2 separate regions of the Mus musculus genome follow, and region 1 is linked to region 2. A link is a contact called in public promoter capture Hi-C data. All regions are on one chromosome and are shown on one strand. The core of a region is the stretch at or near the end of the contact, and the rest is flanking DNA. Distances in the headings are between cores, read along the strand shown. Region 1 holds the start of Alox15 (arachidonate 15-lipoxygenase). Region 2 holds the start of Alox12 (arachidonate 12-lipoxygenase).

Region 1 (3,725 bases), core at 843-3,342, 97 kb after region 2:
TTGAAGTCATCTAGGCTTTTCCAGCAGGTCACAGTGTTTTTAGGGAAGTTAATAACGGTGTCCATTGTCCTTCAGGGAAGAATGGGGCAAAGGATGTGACAGTTATACTTAGAACCAAACATTACAGCCAAAGGTACCATAGACGAGACCAGCACACACCCACCCTCAAGCCGGGCACTCTTGCCCTCACCCCAGAACCTGTGAAGCTTCAAATTCAAGTCTTTTGTCCTCTCGAAATCGCTGGTCTACAGGGAGGTCAGAGATACTGGTCGCCGCCACGTTCAGGATTGTGCCATCCTTCCAGTTGCCCCACCTGAGGGCAGAAGTGACATCAGGCACGGGCACTGCAGAGGCAGCTCGCCATGGGTCCCCTGGGTCAGCCTCACCTGTACAGACTCCTCCTTTCTTCCAGTTCCTCCTCCCTGTGGTTCCTGAACAGGCCTTGAGAGTCTTCAACCACGGTGCAGCCTAGAAGCCGAGGAGGGAGACACTCTGGATGTCTTCTGTGAGCTTCTCTACCCCCTTCCAGCTGGCTGTACCTCTTCAGGCAGCCCTGGCTGTCCTCTGTGCATGCATCTTCATGTCCCTCCCTGAAGCCTCCGTGACATCTGGGCCAGCTTCAGCTACTCTTTCTTTGACAACTCATTTAAAACACCAAACAAACAGCCCAGCTTCCAGGCTCCAGCTCCCACACGCTGCCTCCCCTTCCTCACACAACTGAGGCTCCGTTCCCCCTATGCCTCTTCACACACACACACCCCACCCCTCTGCTCACCAGTGCCCTCAGGGAGGTTCAGGATGCTGGTGCCCTGAACCCATCGGTAACAGGGGAACGTGTACTCCGATCCCTGGTCTCCGGGGCCCTTCACAGAAATCCAGTTGCAGAACCAGGCGTCCTCTTTGAGATAATGCCATTTCTGCACTCTCACAAACAGCAGTGGCCCAAGGTATTCTGACACATCCACCTTGAATTCTGCCTCCTGCAGATAAGCACAGGGGCGCAGAATGGGGTGCTCAGGCTGAGTTCTGCTTCCACTGGGCCACAGGAAAAGTGATGAAAAGAGGCTCCATGACACCACTCAGGGTTGTCACCTCAACCAAGAGTGAGAGGGTTAAGGATGGACGATGGACGATGGGAAAGTACACTCCTTCCTCCCCGGGGGGTGGGGGGAGGACTAGAGGAAGGGGAATTCTGGAAACTCTGCCAGAGGCCCAGTGAGGAACGGGTCAAATGGGAGACCCCACTAAGGCAGAGAACCCATGGGAATTCCATTTGGCCTGAGCCAGGGTTTCTACAGGATGGTCTCCAGGGAGAAACCTGGATTTGGAGAGGCGGGGTTGGTGAGAGAGAATGAAATCAGAGAAGACACGAGGCAGAGTCCATGGAGAGCGTAGAGGCTGAAAGGACCAGCGCCTTCATGAAGCTAGGGCCCCCAGCGCCTTCATGAAGCTAGGGCCCAGAGAGCCGTGGGGACTGGGAGCCAAACAGGACCAGGTCCCGAGGGACCGAGAGTAAGCCAGAGGCTTGGCAGTTCGTAGGGAAGAAGCTGGAGACACTGGGAGGCTTTATCAGGCAGACTGTTCTACAGTAGGAACGAGAGAAGATGGTAAATCTTAAGCTTTAAAAAATTAGAGACATTCGGGCAGCTGACACTGCTGATACTGGCACTACTACTGTACCGCAGAGTTCTGTGAAGTGAGGGACGCACAGAAATATCCCACTCAATGAGGCCAGGAGGCAGCAACTGTTACTGAGCGCTCACCGAATGCCTCTGTGCACCCTTTCCGCTTTCCGAGGCTGTGAGCTCCTTCCTCAGAGTTCAGGGGCCACGCATCAGGGTTCCTAGGGATTTCTTTGACTTTGCCCCCGCCCCCGCCCCCAGCCCCTCACCCTGCCGCCTCCCGGGACAGCCAGAGCTCTGCGCAGCTCACCGAGTTCCGACAGGGTCGGAACAGCTTCCCGAGAGATGCCTCCCCATGCTGTCCGATCAACCACAGGTAGACCTCGTTGTTGGAGCCCGCGTACACGGAGTCCCCGGTGGAGACGCGGATGCGGTAGACACCCATCTTGCAGATGAAGTTTTCTCCCTTCTGAGAATCAAGAGGGGTAGACGGGCTAAATAAGAAAGCCGAGGCCCCGCCCCTTCAGAAGTCTAGTTTAGGGTTGAGCTGTAGGTGGCAATTAACCCCGCCTCTGTCACTTACTGGGGCCCCCAGCACTTGCTGGGGGCCTCGTTCCAGCCCAAAAAAGGCGGGGCTCTGGGCAAAGCTGAACTCTCAAAAATCATCTTGGTGAGAGGAGAACAGGAGGGAGAAGTAGATGGGGATTTGAAAAGAAAACATGCAAGAAAGAATCAACATCTGGTCCAGTCCCTTCTGCCCCCGTCACACCTTCCTCCACGCGCGCTCACTCTCTCTCTCTCTCTCTCTCTCTCTCTCTCTCTCTCTCTCTCTCTCTCTCTCTCTCTCACACACACACACACACACACACACACACACACACACTCTCACACGCACATACATCCACTCTCCAGTGCGCGCATCACAGATGGGTTTTCCCATGCCCAGGGATAATCTTAAGGTTGCAGGTGCTGTGCAGCATTTAAAGGCGGCACATTTTAGCCACCCGATTAATTCTACCAGCTCTGTACACTTTGCCCATCCTGAGGCAGGCTCTGGGCTCATCCCTGTGAGTTTCAAAGCATCCAGATATCTCCCGATGTCTGCATAATAAAACCCCAAATTACCTGGCCTTCAAAGCCCTCGGAAACCTGATTTTCTCCCTTCCCCACACTGCACTCCTGCTGAAGCCCCTTGCTCCCCAGAGCCACCACCAAAGACTCCATGTTATTTGCTGAAGAATCATGTACTCGGGGTCCACCCTACTCATCCTTCCAAATCCTGAGGAGACTCTAGCTTCTCAGTGAAGTGCCTTCTACACCCCACCCAGAGACAACCAGCTTCTACCGCCTACCCCAGAAGCGCTTCTGCTGATGCCTGGCTAATGCTGGACCCTGATCATCCTTGTGTCAGTATCACCGGCTCACAGGAGCGCCTCCTAGGCCAAGACCGCATCCAGCAGGGCTTATTCGTTTATTGTTAACTGTTGCTACACCTGGAACCCACTGAGCTGAATGCAACTGTACATACATCCTTCCTCTAGGGAGACATGGGACCACAAAGACTCTCAGTCCATGTGACTAATAAGAGTAATAAAATGACCTTTGGTGCCATTCTGGCATGGAGTGTTATAAACTGAATTAAACAAAGACAATGAAAATGTGTCTGGTGAATGGCAATCTCCACTATGAGTCAGTTCTGTGCACATCCCCAAGCTAACACACCCCTTCCATTGAAATAAGAATCACATATTTGCTAAGCCCTGACCCGACCGCCGGTGGAACTGAGGTCAGCATTACTCTCAGGCACGTATGGTACTTACTGGAACGTTCGCTAACCTGAATTGTTCTGTTTCTGTAAATGCAAGGCTCTCTGCTCCCGAATCAAACAGAAATGCCATGGTGACACAAATGTGCCCTATTCTTCTTAAACGTTCCTATCCTGTCCTGCTTGCTAATGGGCATCACAACTATTTCAACAGGAGGTACCAAGCTTGTGATTTTTACCTTCACCCCAGCTCACTTGGCGCAGGGCGTCTTCTAGATTGGTAGTCACAACAGTGTGTATCCCTGGATAGATCTCTCTGTGTGGCTCAATTAAAAAAA
Region 2 (3,210 bases), core at 349-2,848:
CCTCTGGAGCTGATCACTCTACAGCTACTGACTTGTCCTGGGTGCCGCCTCAGTGAAATCCACCTGTCTCCAAGTGTTCCCGCCCTTACCACCCTGGCTTTCACTTGCCTCTGCACTTCTCTTTCTCTGGTTTCCCATGGTAAAAATGTGAAGTTTTACGGGCTCTTTCGCATGCCTCCTCCTGCCAGGTGGTCCCCACCATCCAATCAAATCAGCCGACCAGCGGCCCTTCCTCGCGGCCCCGTTGCTCATTGGCCACCAGCTCTTGTTCTCTGAGCCCCTCACCTGTCCCTCTCCCCACGGGTTCCGAATCACAGTACTACTGTTTTCTTTACTTCTCCATTTGTGTCCCCGGCTCCATGACCTTCTTTCTATCTAGGAAAACAGAGTCTCCAGATCTCTTACTTCCCTCTTTAATTCATTTGCAACATCACTTATCCTGGGAAACACTTGGGGAATTCATAACTTCTCATTTCCTCACTTGCGCCCTAGAAACTCACTGTTCCGTTTCTGCCCACCCTTTCTCCAAGTTCTTTCCCTCTCCTCCTCTTTAGCCCTATTCCTCCACACCCTCGCCGCCAGCACTGCCCTTTCCCTCTTCGTCCACTCCCCCAGGGTAGGATGCTGCCCCGCTCACCTGTCCCCTCCGGGAGGCTCAGGATTCCCTCTCCCTGCACCCAGCGGTAGCAGGGAAACACGGCCTCTGCACTTGTCCCCGGCCCCTGAACTGTGATGAGGTTGCAGAACCAGGCGTCATCCACAACTGTGTGCTGTTTGTGCAGTTTCACAAACTGCAGTGGCCCCAAGTCCTCGGGAACGTCGAAGTCAAACTCCTCCTCCTGCGGGGACCACACTTAATAGAAGGGATTGGGAGAAGCCTTTCGGTGGCCGAGCCTCCCCTTTGTGGAGCCTCAGCTTACCGCAGCCGTCAAAGAACACACCTCGCCCCTGCTCTCCTTCCCTCTTCCACCCCTAACCTGTCTGGCGGGTCTAAGATGTCCCATTTCTGAGGGAAGACCAGCGTCTACAGCGCGCTGACCAGAGATTTGAGCAGATGATGACGATCATCGCCTGTCTCATCCCGTTCACTGAGCTCCCACCACACCGGAACTTGGAGGAGCTTCGACTGACCTCAAGTCCTGTATTTAAATCGGCTCTGGGGCTAAGAATGCAGGACTCAGAGGGCTGCCTGGGCTGGGGTGTGGGAAAGGAGACCACCCGGGGCCCGTAGTTGACATCACTCCCGGTGTCCCACCTCTACAAATCTCCATCGCGGTCTTACTGTCACAGACCCTAGTCTCCTGTCCCTTGCCATCCTCCTACTCTCTGCTTGGACAGTAGAGGGCCCCAGTTCTTGCTCACTGACCTTGCCCCGCGCTGGCCGCAGTTGCAGCTCCAGTTTCGCCTCCCGGTGCTCCCCAACCAGCCACAAACGCACTAGGTTGAGGGATCCGGAGAAGAGCCAGGCCCCAGTGACCACACGGACGCGGTAGCGGCCCATGGCTCCCTCTGGCCTCTCAGGAGGCGATCCAAGTTAAGTTCAATTCGAAGACCGCCCAGGGCCACCGTCGCCTCGGGGCCAGGTCCAAAACTTTAAAAAGATGGATCTGTGTCCCCGCCCTCACAACTCCTAGGCACTCCCAAGTCCCCGCCCCAGACTAGTCTGAACCTGCTAGCCCAGCCCAAGAACAGGCTTTGGGAAAGGGGTGTGCGTTTGGATCAGCTACAGTGGGAGCTAAGGAGGCCCTTCCCAAGGTCTCTGGGCTTTTAGGAGAACTTGCAAAGGGGTTGAAACCATTTTTCAAACGGAGGGAAAAGAAGTGTCTTTTCTGGGCTGAGAGGAATGCCTATAGCAGGTGAGCCTGGGAGGGCCTGGGGGATGCCCAGCTGCTAAAACCATCTGTGGTCCCCAAACACCCCCAGTCCCTGCTCTGTACTGCTTTTGAAGTCACCCCTTCAGTAAACCCCCAGGGATTCCCAGGCTGCCTTGAGCCTGAAAAGACAGCGTTTCCAGACTTAGAACCCCACCCCTGCCTTCTCCCCCACCCTCATGGTCTCCCACTCACCTGAACATAAGACTTTACGATTTCTTTTCCTTCCTTCCTTCCTTCCTTCCTTCCTTCCTTCCTTCCTTCCTTCTTTTCTCTCTTTCTCTCTTTAAAAAAAAAAGATTTACTTATTTTATGTATGTAAATACACTGTCACTGTCTTAGACACACCAGTAGAGGGCATCAGATCCCATTACAGATGGTTGTGAGCCACCATGTGGTTGCTGGGAACTGAACTCAGGACCTCTGGAAGAACAGTAAGCCCTTTTAACCGCTGAGCCATCTCTCCAGCTCCGACTTTAAGATTTCAAATACACAAAAGTGTCATGGGCCACGCATCTTGAGGGAGGCCAAGGACAGTGAATGATTTTGTCCAACCTCCTCCAGATCTCGGATGCAGAGTACCAGTCTGGGTAGGAGGGTGCAGTATAGAATCAGTTACAGTCCAGTGGGTGGGTTTCACGAGTTTATTTCTTCCAGGTAAGGAGAGTGAGCCTTTCTTTAGTGGAGCCCAGGTTGGATTTTCTTCCCAAGTTATCTCCTGGCCTTGGGTCTCAGAAAAGTAAAGTCATGAGCAGCGGTGAGAATGACACTTGGTTAGGGACCTTGTGAATAGTGGGAAACTTGTTCAGGACTCAGATTTTGTCACATGTACATGTCCCTAACTAGGTTCCTGTAAACTAAGATGTTCTAGTTTGGTGGCTAGGCCAGGGCCAGGAGGATCTGTTTTCTGGACCTAGGATGCTGCTGCTTGCAGGAAGGAAAAGTCTGAGACTTTCCAGGTCACACCTTCAGGCCTCCAAACCCTGGGCATGTCAGGTCCTTCGTGGGTTACTATTGCACACTCTCCAGGCCCATTCCTGCCTAGAAGTTCTGTGCTCTGGATTGGGTGTCTGTCAAGTGACAGCTCCCCCTCCTTTCAATGTTCCGGCGTCACTCTTTTCTCTACATCCCCTTGGTTCTCCACAGCAGGCCGTGGCCCTCTCCTCGTGCATTTTCGTGGGCCGTGTTTTGCCTTCTCAAGAGTTTGGTTTGTATCAACTAGATGATTCCTTAAGGTTACGTGTGTGTGTGTGTGTGTGTGTGTGTGTGTGTGACAGAGAGAGAGAGAGAGAGAGAGAGAGAGAGAGAATGAGAACACTAAGAAAAAGAACTGAACTTC

What was found. Promoter capture Hi-C pulls out the DNA fragments that hold promoters and counts their contacts.
Region 1: a contact with region 2 is called in a promoter capture Hi-C map of the HPC-7 cell line. The contact joins the promoter of Alox15 here to the promoter of Alox12 in region 2. A contact is called at or near these places in 8 of 39 promoter capture datasets (the C10 cell line, the HPC-7 cell line, cranial neural crest and 4 more), 2 of 15 datasets of contacts at CTCF or cohesin (the NIH/3T3 cell line and large pre-B cells), 13 of 484 Hi-C or Micro-C datasets (B cells, the C2C12 cell line, the G1E-ER4 cell line and 8 more), 19 of 115 datasets of contacts at active chromatin or transcription factors (the HPC-7 cell line, the NIH/3T3 cell line, Th17 cells and 12 more) and 5 of 9 other capture datasets (adipose tissue, embryonic stem cells, liver and 2 more).

What each region holds. Positions count from the first base shown.
Region 1 is chr11:70,349,939-70,353,663 of GRCm38.p6, forward strand. It overlaps Alox15 (arachidonate 15-lipoxygenase), which reads right to left and starts at 2,093. Exons shown (of 14, transcript NM_009660.3): 1 at 1,933-2,093; 2 at 776-980; 3 at 387-468; 4 at 191-313; 5 at 1-69. The coding sequence starts at 2,067.
Region 2 is chr11:70,253,772-70,256,981 of GRCm38.p6, forward strand. It overlaps Alox12 (arachidonate 12-lipoxygenase), which reads right to left and starts at 1,599. Exons shown (of 14, transcript NM_007440.5): 1 at 1,367-1,599; 2 at 638-839. The coding sequence starts at 1,501. The region is part of intron 2 of Gm40191 (a long non-coding RNA gene); the gene reads left to right.